2 separate regions of the Sus scrofa genome follow, and region 1 is linked to region 2. The links are chromatin contacts, called in public HiChIP or PLAC-seq maps. All regions are on one chromosome and are shown on one strand. Each heading gives the region's core, a stretch centred on a gene start, on an enhancer-like site or on the middle of the called end of the contact. The rest is flanking DNA. Distances are from core to core; before and after follow the strand shown.

Region 1 (7,040 bases), core at 1,841-4,340, 210 kb before region 2:
GAAGGTGGCAGAGAAAGGACATCTCTCCTCACTGCTCCTATCTGAAGACAGTAAGAGAAAAAGGGAAAAGAAAGCTGCATTCTGATGAAAGTAGGAATAATCTTCAACACAAAGCCACGGTACCTGCTGGTGGTGAATATGGAGCCAGAGCAGGGGATGCGGGAGGCTCAGAGCACAGCCCACCGTGGTGCTCAGCACCCACCTTCTCCAAACAAAAAGTCTCTACTTCGTTTGTGCTCCCTGATGATGTGCCTCTCATCTGTGAGGTTGGTTGAGACGCTTTGGTTTTCTCCGTATAGCTCAGACTGTAAAATGTCTGGAGCAAAGAGGGCCTGGCAGAGTGTGAACCCACTGGGCCACCGTGACTCAAAATCCAGAGTAACACTCTCATGCTTTGCCATGAGTTGAAGGAGGAAGGGAGAGGATGGACCAGCCCCTTTCACTGAAAGGAAAAGACGCCACATGTCTCAAGGTGTTTCCTCATCGCACAGATCCAAAGCGGGGCTGAGAATCCGAAGGGAGTGGAAGATGAAAGGAATTAGTGTCCTGTCTCCTCTCCATGCCAGCTCACTCCTTAGATGCCAACGTCATGGCTCTTCTGGGTAACAGAATTGTTGGAACAAGTTTGTGGGTGATATCAGTGGCCAGATACAGTGCGCCACTCAAGAAAAATTATTCTTATTTGCTTTTTTCTCTAAACAGAAAATATTCATTTGTTAGGGTTCAGATCTCTGTGGGGCATTCTGAGAAATGAAAGCGCTTCAGAATTCCCTTCATGGCTCAGGTGTTAATGAATCTGACTAGGAACCACGAGGTTGCAGGTTCGATCCCTGGCCTTGCTCAGTGGGTTAAGGATCCGGCGTTGCCGTGAACTATGGTATAGGTCGAAGACGTGGCTTGGATCCCATGTTGCTGTGGCTGTGGTGCAGGCCGGCAGCTGTAGCTCTGATTCGACCCCTAGCTTGGGAACTTCCACAGGCCACGGGTGTGGCCCTAAAAAAAAAAAAAAGAAAGTGCTTCAGAGAAGCATTCTAGATATGAACTCATGGTTTCTTTTGTTATTGTTTATTGCCACAGCCAACTTATTGAAAGACTTGTAATGACTACTCAGCTTCTTTGAAGCTCTTATACTTGGGGCCAAGGTAGGGCTACACAGCTGTTAACTCTTACTTGCCCAGCAGGTGGCTCCCTTGACAGATGGTTTATGTCCACTTAGGTGGACAAAGGTACTTGTGCCTGTTCCCCACCAGATGCCTAGCCCTGTTTGAAGGATTCACTGCAGACAAATTCTAGGTGTGGGGGGTAAGTGGGCAGGATGGTAACCAGTTTCTACCAGGGAATTAAAACATCAGTGGTAGTAGCAATCTAACACTAAAAATTCAAGACAAGCAAACCTCTGAAGCAAGTGAGACAGAAGTCAGACTGAGTTGCAGAACTGGCCACTTGAAGGGCTCACCTGAGCACTAAGGTAGCGGCTGTCCCATCTTCCTGTGTTTTCTGAATTTCACTCACCTCTGATTGTGCTTTCGCTTCCTGAATGAGAGTTAGGACAGTAGATTTTGACCCCACGGATGTCAAAACAGACTGCAGTCTTTGCTGGTTCCCCGCCGAGACCAGAAGTTGATGCAAACTAAATAACATAAATGCATTTGAAGAATATTAAAGAAAAAAGCAATTTCTCCATTTTATTAGGATGCATTTAAAACTATCTCCTTTCTACATTATTGCAGGTATTTTCTGATTTTCAAGCTCTTTTGCTCGCAATTCCCATTCCAAACTGCTTGAAGAATCCCACATGCTGAACAGGAATTTCATTCACTACCGACAGCAGTGGAATTCCTATGGATTCTGGGATCCCTCCAAGATGTTAGGGGATGTTCTGGAGTTTAACAGAAAATCTCAGACATATTAAATATTCTATAGGCTCGAGTGAAATATTTTAAAACAACCTAGAAATTTCCTGTTAAGATTTCAGTCACCTTCAAAGGCCCCGAGCTTCCCCTGTCCTGCCATTTTTCTCACAGCGCTTCTGCCTAAGTGCCCTGCCCTACAGAAGCCTCTCTTTAGAGCAACATTTTGGCAAACACTTTTCCTTGCAGGCTCTTTATTTTTCCTGTAATGATATTAAGAACAAAATTAGAGGCTAGAATAAAAAAAGGAGGACGTCAGTGAAATTTATTCAGAGAAATCTGAATCAAGTCTTTTGTTTAGCTACTTGTGTTCTTCCAACGTAACTTCCTACTTTTGACAAACGGACCGTGGGTTATGTAAGATTTTTTTTTTTCTTTTTTCACTACTGTACCGGCGGCATGTGGACATTCCCAGGCTGGGGGTTGAATCAGAGCTGCAGCTGCTGACCTATGCCACAGCCACAACCATGCCAGATCTGAGCTGTATTTGTGACCTACACCGCAGCTCGCAGCAACGCCGGATCCTTAACCCACTGAGTGAGGCCAGGGATTGAACCCACATCCTTACAGACATTATGTTGGGTTCTTAACCTGTTAAGCCACAATGGGAACTCCACGTAAGAGGTTAACATTAGAAGGAGCTGGGCGAAGGATACATGGAAGTCTGTACTCCCTTTGCAACTTTCTATAAATCTAAAACTAGTCCATAAAAAAGTTTATAGAAATAAAAGAGGAGGGGCAGACACTTACTTAACTGACCAGCTTTTTCCGGAAGGCAGATCCTGGGTTATCTCACTCATATTGGGGGCTGAACTGGGTGCCCTGGGCTCAGTGGCTTTAGGGCTGGCCCTGTCCGCGCCCTTCACGGGGCAGGAAAAGGCGGTGGACCCCCTGAGGCCTCCAGGAGGGGAGCCAAGTGACCTCTGGGGGACGATTTGCAGCTCGGTTTTGAAGAGCACAGCAGTCGGCCCAGCTGAGAAGTCCTCGCTGCAGAGCTTGTCAAGGTCAGGCATGCTCAGGGCTCTCAGCTCCTGCAGCTTCGAGCGGGACAGAGGCGAGGCCTGGGTGTGACGCACGGAGGACTTATTCCTCTTGGCGGGAGACGCCGGGGTCACCGCTGGGGTGGGGATTCCCGAAGGACCCAGCCATCTCTTTGGGTCCGAGTCAGAGCCCTTGTTACCGGCCTCCACCAGGCTCTGCCGGGAGATGGTCAGCATCATGCTCGACGGGGACTTGGCCATCGGGGGGACGACGGCGCTGGCTTCACCTTGGCTTTCGCTGCAGGAACTCAAGCTGCGTCTCAGTGACCTCGATACTGGGTCACTGGCGTGGCCGAGGCTCCCGGAAGCCACGCTGCCGGATGACCGTCTCCCAACGGGAGGCTTGGAGCTGACCGACAGAAAAGGGGAGGCCCCGGACTTGGCCACAGGCCGGTCAGAATTGGCCAGGTTCTCAAAAGACTTGATCCTCTGCTTCACAGAGAAATATGAGGTAGATTCATGGGGCCAGTTCTGCTCTGCGTAGTAGTGTCTTCTGGTGACTTTGATTTTGTCTGTGAGCAGGCAGCTCGTTTCCGGCACTGAAAGGACATCCCCTTCGTCTGTGGTTGGAAGGTTCCTCGACGTCTCCAGCAGGGGCTTTACGCTATACATCCCCTGTCCATTAACCAGGCCCAGCACAGCACCTCTGGATGCCTTGGCCTCCAGGTGGCCCCCGCTAGCGGCAGGGCTCTGGCTGTCCCGGGGGGTGCGCCCTGGGCTGTGCAGGATGTGCCCCTCTCGGCTGAAATGGCTGGAGAACTGGGCTGGCATGGAGTAGGTCCTGGTCGCTGGCCGTGGCGTGAAGTAGGGATGGTCATCCAGTGCCGAGCCCGCTGGTGCACTGCTCCTGGACGTCCCAAGGGCGTCTGACATCTGGCCTGACTTTCCCTGGCAGGGATCTGCCTTTCCAGCTGGCAGCTGCGGGGAGGAGGAGGAGGAAGTCAGTTTCGCCATGGTGAAAGATCTCTGCGTTTCCAGCTCTCCCTGGGAGGTCCGAGGCGTCAGTGAGGATGGATGATTTGGGGAGGATTCCACTGACTGGTGACAGAGCCTGACTTCACTCTTCTCCTGACAGTTGCTCTGGGCCAAGAACTCTCCCTGTCTGTCACTCTCAGCTGTCTTGTCACCACATGTGTTCTTTGGCATCCTTTCAGAAGAGATCTCAATGATTTTCAGCTGGTTAGTTCTTTCTAGAGGCTCACCAGCAGCCACTTTGCTTCTTTTGTCACCAGTCACCCCAGCCTGGGTGGCTTCTGCTGCTGAGTCCAAGTGGCTGGATTGGGGCCGCTGGCCCTGCCTGGGAGGGGTGGCTTCCCACTTGCTGGCCCCCGAGGACCCACTCCTTGGTGCCAAGGGACTCGCAGGCCCTGGGGCTGCAGGGGAGCCTTGCTTTCTGGTCCACACTTCGGAGACCTGGGTGCTGCTGGGCAACCTCGGTTGGGTTCTGAGTGCACAGCTGGGTGGAGCCTACCGCAGGCACCTTGCTCAGGAAGAGTCCTGGGGGAGGACAAGGGTGACGTGAACGTCCTGATGCTGGTATCCGAGGCCGAGGGCTTCAGGGAGCCTGGGGCCCCCAGAGGAGGCTTGCCCTCCAGCACACTCTGGGGAGATTGGGGGGCTGCTGCGGTGTTTTGATCCTGTTCCTCATGGTCAGCTGTGTGGAACCGGTGTGCCACCACCTTAGGAAGCATTTTGTGGGTGGCTTGGGGGGAAACAAGGGCTTTCCTGGGCTCAGTGCTCCCCGCCTTCCCCGTGTGAGAGGTGGGGGCTCGGAACTGACTTTGCTTTTGCTTTTGATGCTCAGTCTCTTCAGCTTAGGACCAGCTTTGGTTTTCTGACAGTTACTCAAAAGGGTGTCCATGGAACTTTTTTTGGGCGGGTCTTTATTCTCAAGATTCAGCTTCAGGAGAGGAGAACTATCCGGCACAGCAACCCCCTTTCTGTGGCTTGAGCCCAGCGCCTGACTTTTGGGGTCTGGACTTCTGGCCAGCATCGTGGATCGTTCTGTTTCGGCTTTGCCCTGCGGATGTGTCCCTTGGTTGTTTTTATTTATCTCTTTAAACCAGGCCACGATGGGCCGCCTGGAGATCATTTTCGGCTTCTGTAGCGAGTCATCTGGGTCCTGACTTTCGGAGATGTGCAGGTTCCCCAGGTCCGGCAGGCCGACCTCAGGGACATCTGCGCTGAAGGAGGACCCACGTTCAGTGGTTGCACGTTTGTTTCTTGTTCCTTAGGTGGGGTCTGCTCCTCCAGCCAGTCGTGCTCCAAACCATTCACCATGTTAGGAGAGCTGGGGGTGTCTGGGGGGCCTGGAGGAGGCCGGGTGGCTTCCCCGTGTCCCCTGCCCAAGGGGGGCTGTGGTCCAGGGACACCCTTGCAGCCGCAGGAGGGGGTGGCTGGGGAGGGTCCAGGGCTGTGGGGCCCGAGGCAACAGGTGTCAAGGAGGCTGTGTGGCGGGAGTCTCCCTTTGCTGGGCCCAGGGCTCCCCGCTTGAAGGGCAGGACCTTGGCGAAGGCCGGGCCGACGGCCACCCGGGCAGAAGCAAGGGCCGGAGCGGAGGGCCGGTTGGGGGACCCACTCGCGGAACAAATTTCAACCTGCTCCTCCTCAGACTCTGTAGTGTCTCCCTTGTGAGAAGACCCACGAGGACAGGGACGCGGAGGGGACCAGCTGTCCCGGGCGGGAGCTCGGGGGGCTTCGGAGAGTGACTCAGGGTCGGAAGATGAGTCCTCAGCATCTCCGTACATGGACGAGAGGGACGGCTCCGTGCTGTCGCCCAGGCCCGAAAGTGACGTACTGTCTTCGTGGAGGTTGCTGAGATTTCTAGAGTAGTTGCTCAGAAAGCTTTTATTCACAGCAAAGTGTTTGTCGGGATTGATGGAATCCAGAACCGAAGGCTGGGCAGCCCACTGCGGGGGCGGGGCCGGGCCGGCGGCACGGGGGCGCCTCGGGGTGGGGTCGGGGGTCTGGCTCTCAGCGGCCGGCGGGGGGCCCTGGGCAGCGCCCTCCTGGCTCAGTGGCTCCCCTTTCTTGGTAGTTGGGAGCCTGGCTCCAGAAGCATCCAGCTCCTCGATGAGCGTGTCGATGTCAGTCATGGGGCTCCCCTGGGGGCAGCCGGTTCCCAAGGCACTGCCGCGTCCCTCCCGGGCCTCCTGGCTAGGGGACTGAGGCGCCCTTACACAGCCGGAGCCTGTTCCCTCCTGCAGAGACAACTCTTGGCATTTTTCAGGGACGAGGATGCCTGTGGTTTGCAGAGCCTTGCTCTGGTGACCTGGAAGCTCCTGTCGTTTCTCCTGGGATGTGAGGTCTGGTGACAGCACGGCGCTAGCTGGAGATGTCCCCTTGGCTTCGGATCCCACATCCCTATGCCAGCTGCCTTCCTGATGGCATCCGGTGAGCTGGCTTCTGAGACTGCTCTCATCTCCAGCTCAGGTCCAGCCATTGCTGTCTTCCCCGGGGATGTGCTGTCCTCAGACATGGGGACCCTGGGTGACTCCGGCTCTCCAGGGCCCTCAGGATGCCTCACTCGCCCTGTGTCCACAGAGGTGTTGCTGGAGTCAGGGTGAGCCTGTCCCGGGAAGGGACAGGGCCTGGGGAGCTGTCTTGTCCTGTGTTGAAAATGAAAACAAAAGGTGGGTTGGTGGGGGAGACAAAGGGGAAAGGTGAGAAAATAGAAAACCTCTCAATTAAAAAAAAAAAAAAACAAAATTGTAAACAGTTTCAATCTTTTTGGGTCTTTTTCAGAAGACATCTCACAGCTTTAATGTAGGCCTTCTTGTCGTTCTGTTTTTGTCTCTAAAATTACAGAGTGTTCACATCTAACAAATACCACCCTGCTTTAGAGGCTCTAAAATAACTCAGACTGGCTGGCAGACTGAACCTTTGCTTCTGCCCTTTTTGGATATTTTTAAGGATGGGGACACCAGAAATCCTTCCACTTGTCTCTCTACACCATCCGCCCTGTGATGGAAAAAGCCACAGGAGTCAGGCCGTTGTTCTATTTTTTTTTTTTGTCTTTTTAGGGCCGCACCCATGGCATATGGAGGTTCCCAGGCTAGGGGTCTAATTGGAGCTGTTGCCGCTGGCCTAT
Region 2 (6,516 bases), core at 302-2,801:
AAACAGTCTATGCATCAGTGGTGGGGGAGGTTGCCCAAGCAGGGTGTTTAGTAGTTTACCGCAACGATCTGCCCCCAAAGGAGATCATGACCACTTGAGGGGTTATAAACAGTTCCTGCTGGTGGAAGCCTCAGCTTTGCTCTACCCCAGATTCCTTCCCTGAAAGCCGTAGCGGGGAGCAAGGGGAGAAGGGCAGTGTAACACCGGCTTCCGCTTCTTGGGGTTCAACAGCACCTCTTATCAGGAATGACTGAAATAACCGTGGCTCTGGAGCCCCTCCAGACTTGTCCCTTGGTCCCCCCAACTCCCCCAGCGCCCCTGCCCCGCCCCTCGCATGCACTCAGGACGCCTCCTTCTGGCTAGCGACGGATAAACCAGTTCCAAGTCGGTTGGTTACTCCTCCCGAGAAACACAAATCATCTCTAAACATGCAAATCCCCCAAGTCAAAAGCAAGACCCCCCCCCCCCCAACTGATCTGTGAGATGCGTTCAGCGTGCGGGAGTGCGCTGCTGCGTTTCTCCGAGGCCGTGGCTCAATTTCCACATTGATGCTTGCTGCCTCCGGCGGCACCCCAACCCAGATCGGATGGGGAAGCCTGAGGTTTTTGTTTGCTAAGCAGATTCCTACCTCCAGTTTTGAAGTCACCTTCGGGGGGGCTCCTCTCGACGCCTTCGGTGGAGGCTCGGCCAGGAGCAGCTGGCCCGGGATAATCCTCCGGGCTGGGCTCACACGCCCCGGGGCGCGCGCGCCGGAGCCTAATCACCTGCCGGCCGCGGGCGGGGCGGGGCGGGGCGGGCGCCCGGCCTGGGACTCGGCCCCACGCGCGCCCCCCGACGGTCCTTGCGCAGCACGGTCCCTGCGGGAGTCCCGAACGCTCCCCTCCGTCCGCTATGGGTCCGTGGGAGGCCCCCTCCGCCCTCCTCCAGCCCCGGTTGGAAGGTTATGAAAAGACTGTAATGGAATCCCGGCTCGGCTCGTCACTCCCCTGCTCACTTGTCAAAACTCCACGGCATTCCAGAACCCCTTCCCCGGTCACTCCCCTCGCAGGGAAAAAGGAACCGCCCCGGGGAGCTTTCAGGGCGTTTGGGGTTTCTGAGACCGACACCTTTGTTCCCATCAAGTGCCCCGGAGCTTCCAGCGGTAACCGGGAGCAGGTTGGAGGAGAAAACGCCCTGCCCAGATACCCTCGCCCGGTCAAAAGTTCTCCCTCCGGCCGCCGCGATTAGCTCCACCTCCCCGACATCGATTCATTTCATAACCGCTCCGTTTCATAATCAGCAGCAGCATGGGTTCTTACTGGGGGTGGGGTGAGGGGGAGCCCCAAACTAGAATCACAACCATCACACCAGGCAGGATATCAGGCAACTTTCCAGAGAGCTGCAGTCAGATTCTTTCTGCCGGAGAAACCAAATTTACCACTGCTGAATTACAATCGCCGGTGACTGCACAACTTAAGCATTTCCTTTATACCTTCTCCTGCTCCCGGGCCCCTCCCGTCTTCTGCTGGGTTCAGTCAACAAGTCGTCCCCGGGAGAGGCATGAATGGGTTTGGGCCGCGCAGCCATCTCTCCAGCTGCAAACTGATGAGGAAGCCCGACCCACGAGGCTGAATTGTTTACATCACACCCACCGAGGGCTTCCTGTCTTCAATTAATGGGAATACAAATAAGACAGGAAAAGGGTGTTTGCTTTTCTTAGAGCAGGGGTGGGGGCTGGCGGGGTTGGGGTGGGGGGATCGCCCACGGTTCATTGCCCAAAGAGGTTGCTTTGCAGAATTTCAATTGTATTTTATTCTTTCGCCCCACTTTGAACACTTGTTGAAAAGGAAAATCGTTGCTGTGCCAAACCTCAAACCATTAAGGAACTTCTGCTCAAAACACATTTTCACCTGGCTTGGAAAGGGATCCAGGTTGGAGCTCCCAGGGGAAGCTAGAGGTACAGAACCTCCTGCCATTGAATGGCACAAATGTCCCCATAACCTGAAACCCTGTGCCAGACAGGCACAACACTCACCCCACTCCTTGGGGTTCATACTAGAATCTTGCCCCAGTCCCACTCCCCAACCCTTTATCTCTCAGCTCTGGTTCTCTTCTTGGGCATCCAGCAGCCCCTTAAAGTAAATTAGCTCTGCAATAGAATTCAAAGCAATTAATTATAAAGGAGGAGGCAAAGGAAGGCTTCAGTTCACCATTACTGCCCCTGGAAAGGGTAATGAGAGCCTGGGAGGGGCTAACCCATGCCCAGGCCTGCCTGGACATCTGCCCACTCTCAGAAGCAGCCCACAGAGCACATGGTAAATAATGATCTTAATCACCAGTCCTGAAATTACCCCCAGTTGCTTCCTTCAGTTTGGCATGACAGCAAACCCAGAGATGGGCAGTACACTGGAAGTGCAGGAAGAAAAAACTACGGGATAAAGTGTATCTCAAGGAGGTATGGGCACTTCAACCAACAATGACAACGGCATTCAGGAGGATAGTATATGTGCCCAGTGAGAACAAGTTCCACAAGCAGTCCTCAAAATACTGCAATTCCTGGGTCAAAGCAAGTTAGGCTGGTGATTTTAGAAACAGCCAAGTGTATCAGTGCTCTCTGATAAACAGTGGCCACCTTCCAGGCATTATGGGTCCCAGGGAACAACAGCTCCTCCCTGCTTCCCTTTTCCTGTCGGCCAGGAGGTGGTGGTCCTGGGAGAGTCATTAGCATACTTTTAGGTGGCATCTCGGTATCTGATACATTTTATGGGAGTTCGGTTCAAATTGAATAATCTTCTAGTAATAATTTCATGAGTGCTCCCTTTCTCCCTTCGGATTGCTTTCTCCACTGACAGTTTTCTGCTAACTTTCTCTCTTCCTTCCATCTGGTATGTAATTTATGATGTGCAAACCAATGCTGTTTAAAGTAAATCCATGATTTGAAGCATAATGCAAATAGCCCCCTCTTCCCCCACCAATTCTGTTGCCCAAGCTCAGAGTGTGTATGTGCTAAGAATTAAAATCTGACCACATCTGTATAATATCTTAATTTCAGGACATATGACATTCTCATCAGCAGGCCAGAAAGATATGATCTGGTCTGTCTTTTCCCTCACCGGGTTTCACCGTGGACTGGAAAAGAGATCAATGGCTCAGTAAACAAAGGGGTGCTTAAAGTGTGGCCTCCAATTTTCTCCTAGGTCTGGTTTAAATAATACTTAAAATTGCTATATGCACACCCAGCATCTACAAATAATATTAATTTAGTGGGGATTGCTGATATGCTAAGAGAATCCAAATTGGCTTCAACACATGAAGGAAATGTTTCATGAAAACCAGTTTCGAGTTCAGCATGATGTCTGACGACAAAAGTTGTAGCCTGAGGGGTGATGATCAAAATGACAGGCATAAATGGGGCTTAATATCTAGATTGGAGAAAAGCTGACAAAGACGTTAGGATCACAGCAGATCATGCATTTAATAGGAATCTGTGCGTTGTGCTGATAAGAAATAGGCAACGCAACAGTGGGGTAAATTCAGCTGGTGGGAGTCTGACATGAAAGGAAAATGTCTCTCCCCATTTCTGCCTCCCCCATCATAAAGAATTTGGCAGCAGGCAGACTCTTATTCGGGTGGTAGGTCCAGGCTGAGGCCCCTTATTTTAAAGGGTGACAGGAAGACACTGGAAAGGTTCCAGAGGAGAACCAAAATGATTAAAGAGACAGAAAATAGAACCTATGAGGGAAGGTTAAAGGATTTGCAATTGTTTAGTCTAGAGTGAAAAAGTGCCTGAAGGCAAACTTAACAGTCCTCCCCTCCCACTTGAGAGGTTATTATAAAGAGGACACCAACCAGCTGGTCCTCATCTCTTCAGAAGACAGAAGAGGTAAGAGCATCAAAACGCAACATTAAAATTTGGGTCAGACACAAAGAAGACTCGCTTGATGATAATGGTAACTGACATTGACATCACCAGGCCTCTCAGACTTTATCCTAGCGATAGTCTTGCATGTTTAGGCACAAGCCAGGCTAGAGAACGTTCCTTCCTTTCTCGGGCCACGGTATTCCTCCTTATCCTATTGAATGTGGGGGCGATGGTTCTAAATATCCACATGCCCTAATTCAGAAACAAGGTGCCACAAGAATGCAATTCTCTTTTCAAACATATACCCACAGCTCATTGGACCTTTGTTTACTGGGATGGGTATCTCTAAGAATATGCCCGCCTTCAGACATTGATAAGCATATTTTACAGATCCAGTCCTCTATACTGTCTCTATGGACAGGCACCTTTACTTTTTCTTTAAAGTAAAAAAGTAGTGAGCAGACAAATATTAGTTGATGATGATGAAAATAATAATAATAGCTATGAATTATTAAATACTTCCAATAATTATGTTGCGTACGTGCTAGCTACTTTATGTAAATTGTCTATCTCATTTAATGTTTGCAGCAGCCCTGTGAAGTGGGTATAATGATTAGCCTTATTCTAACACAAGGAAACTGATTCACAAGAAGGTTAAGTAACACAGCTAGGAAAGGCTGGAGTCCCAATTCAAACCCATTTAGTCTGACTCAAAAGGGTGTGCTTAACCATTCATTCTTAAGACCTCTCATTCTTAAGTATTTTTAGGTCTTAGGAGTGAGGAAGCATTGCAAAAAGAAGCATTTATTCTTGTTGACCCAGAATGATTAAAAGCCAAATCTTCCACAGGTTTACATCACCTGGGGAACACAGTTGTTTTTTTTCCCCAGCGTAGCAGAGGAAGGAAGAACTGACTTCGCCTTCTGATCAGAAGCATGCATTGCTATCTCCCACAAAGCTACAAAATCTAATCAAAGTCTACCTCTATTTTATCCACTAGAAACACTTAGCTCTTCATCTGTACCCTGTCTGATTTTGCACATAGTGGTTGTTCCATGACTGTCGAATGAATGAATACAAATGCATTATGACTTTGATGATTTAAGACAAACTGAGCTGAATTGAATTTTTCCGTCATGCTGGTGGTCAAGGCTCTGTGGGTCATTTCTATGGGCCTCTTATCAGATATCCCCTAAGAGTCTTAAAATCCAACTGTTTCCTTTAATTCAGCATCCATGAGAAAGGCATATGGATGGGTCACATATTTTCCCAGCGTCAACTACTTTTAGATCAAGAAAAGATTTTTCGTGGGGTTTATTGAGTGCTGTTGTATATCAACAATAGATGAGTCATAAGTGAGACAGACATCAAAATGATTTTTAGAAAGGCGAACGCACCACACACAAACAAAAAATTAAAAGCCTTGATCCAAATTACGCCAAAGGACAGATATTTTCCCATTAGGACAATTTATCCTGAGTCTATAAACAGAGAAGGGCATAATTACCCAAGTGTTTGCTAACAGATCTAAACCTTATGTAGCTATAAAAAGCTGGAGAGAGGAAGAAAGAGGAAATTCCCAGGAGAAGATCCCCAACCACATCCAGGGCCATCAGAACTCCATAAATACAAAGCCCAGCAGTGGTACCAAGTGGAGCACGAGAAGAAACCTCAGGATTTTAACACAAGCCACAGAAATAACCCTGAATTGTCTTAAAACTAAACAATGACAATTCTATCCAATAAACTTCCAGCTGACACATAGGCAGAGGGGTGACTTATTGGCGATCCAGATGTAGTTAATAGAAACATGATGCCCAAAAGACAAAAAGATATTCAGTAAATGTTGACTGAATGGATGGATGAGTGAATGAATATCTGAACAGATGTCCAGGCGGCCTCTCCCCACCTCTGCATCTCTGTTGGAAAGATGTCTGCAATGCTTCAAACCCTAATACCCCGAAGAACCATTTGACACTGGTACTCTGGGAACAGTTCTGGAGCCAGGGACTGGTTTCCGACCTAAAGATACCAATTCGTGATCTTCCCATGAGCACAGGAAGGGGGATTGTGATATCTGTGAAATATCTTTGGAGGCCTTGATTCAAAAGGCCCCATTATTTACTGTATGGGTTCTAAGCTACCTGAAGTCAACAGAATCAAGCACTAAGCAGCCAGCATCTACTGAGAATTTACTGGGTGTTGGGTCCTGTTCTAAGCCCTTCAGATATTAACTCATTAAATCCTTATTACAATCTTAGGAATATGTAATATTATTACTATTATTATTAATATTTTGCTTTTTAGGGGCACACTCAAGGTATATGGAGGTTCCCAGGCTAGGGGTCCAATTGGAACTATGGCTGCTGGCCCACACCACACCCACAGCAACATCAGATCCAAGCCGAGTCTGCAACCTACACCATAGCTCAGGCAATGACAGATCTTTAACCTACTGAGGCCAGGGATCGAACCCGCAACATCATGGTTCCCAGTCAGATTCATTTTCCACTGAGCTATGACAGGAACTCTGAATATGTACTACTATTATCAACCCATCTTACAGGCAACAAAACTGGGCCAAAGGATTACCTAATTAGCTCATGGTCCCACTGCTAGAAAGCAGAGGAGCTGGAACTCAAACAGATTCCATCTGGAACCAGCACTTGTTCTTA

The links. HiChIP or PLAC-seq counts read pairs in DNA pulled down with a chosen protein or histone mark.
Region 1: a contact with region 2 is called in an H3K27ac HiChIP or PLAC-seq map of skeletal muscle. The contact joins two enhancer-like sites. A contact is called at or near these places in 6 of 47 Hi-C or Micro-C datasets (brain, embryonic fibroblasts, heart right ventricle and 3 more) and 1 of 2 datasets of contacts at active chromatin or transcription factors (skeletal muscle).

Annotation. Positions count from the first base shown.
Region 1 is chr16:18,330,876-18,337,915 of Sscrofa11.1, reverse strand. It overlaps PDZD2 (PDZ domain-containing protein 2), which reads right to left. Exons shown (of 33, transcript XM_021077090.1): 23 at 6,320-6,558; 24 at 5,329-6,317; 25 at 5,164-5,326; 26 at 4,721-5,161; 27 at 4,332-4,718; 28 at 2,661-4,329; 29 at 1,513-1,630. Among named protein-coding and RNA genes, the nearest start is that of MTMR12, 200 kb to the left of the region's middle. Within about 2 kb of position 3,090, at least 17 of the 83 cell types and tissues checked have an H3K27ac peak or open chromatin away from gene starts, as enhancers often do. A contact at or near this core is called in retroperitoneal adipose tissue, skeletal muscle and subcutaneous adipose tissue, where this site is marked.
Region 2 is chr16:18,120,531-18,127,046 of Sscrofa11.1, reverse strand. All of the region lies in intron 2 of PDZD2 (PDZ domain-containing protein 2), which reads right to left. Among named protein-coding and RNA genes, the nearest start is that of PDZD2, 180 kb to the right of the region's middle. Within about 2 kb of position 1,551, at least 41 of the 83 cell types and tissues checked have an H3K27ac peak or open chromatin away from gene starts, as enhancers often do. A contact at or near this core is called in retroperitoneal adipose tissue, skeletal muscle and subcutaneous adipose tissue, where this site is marked.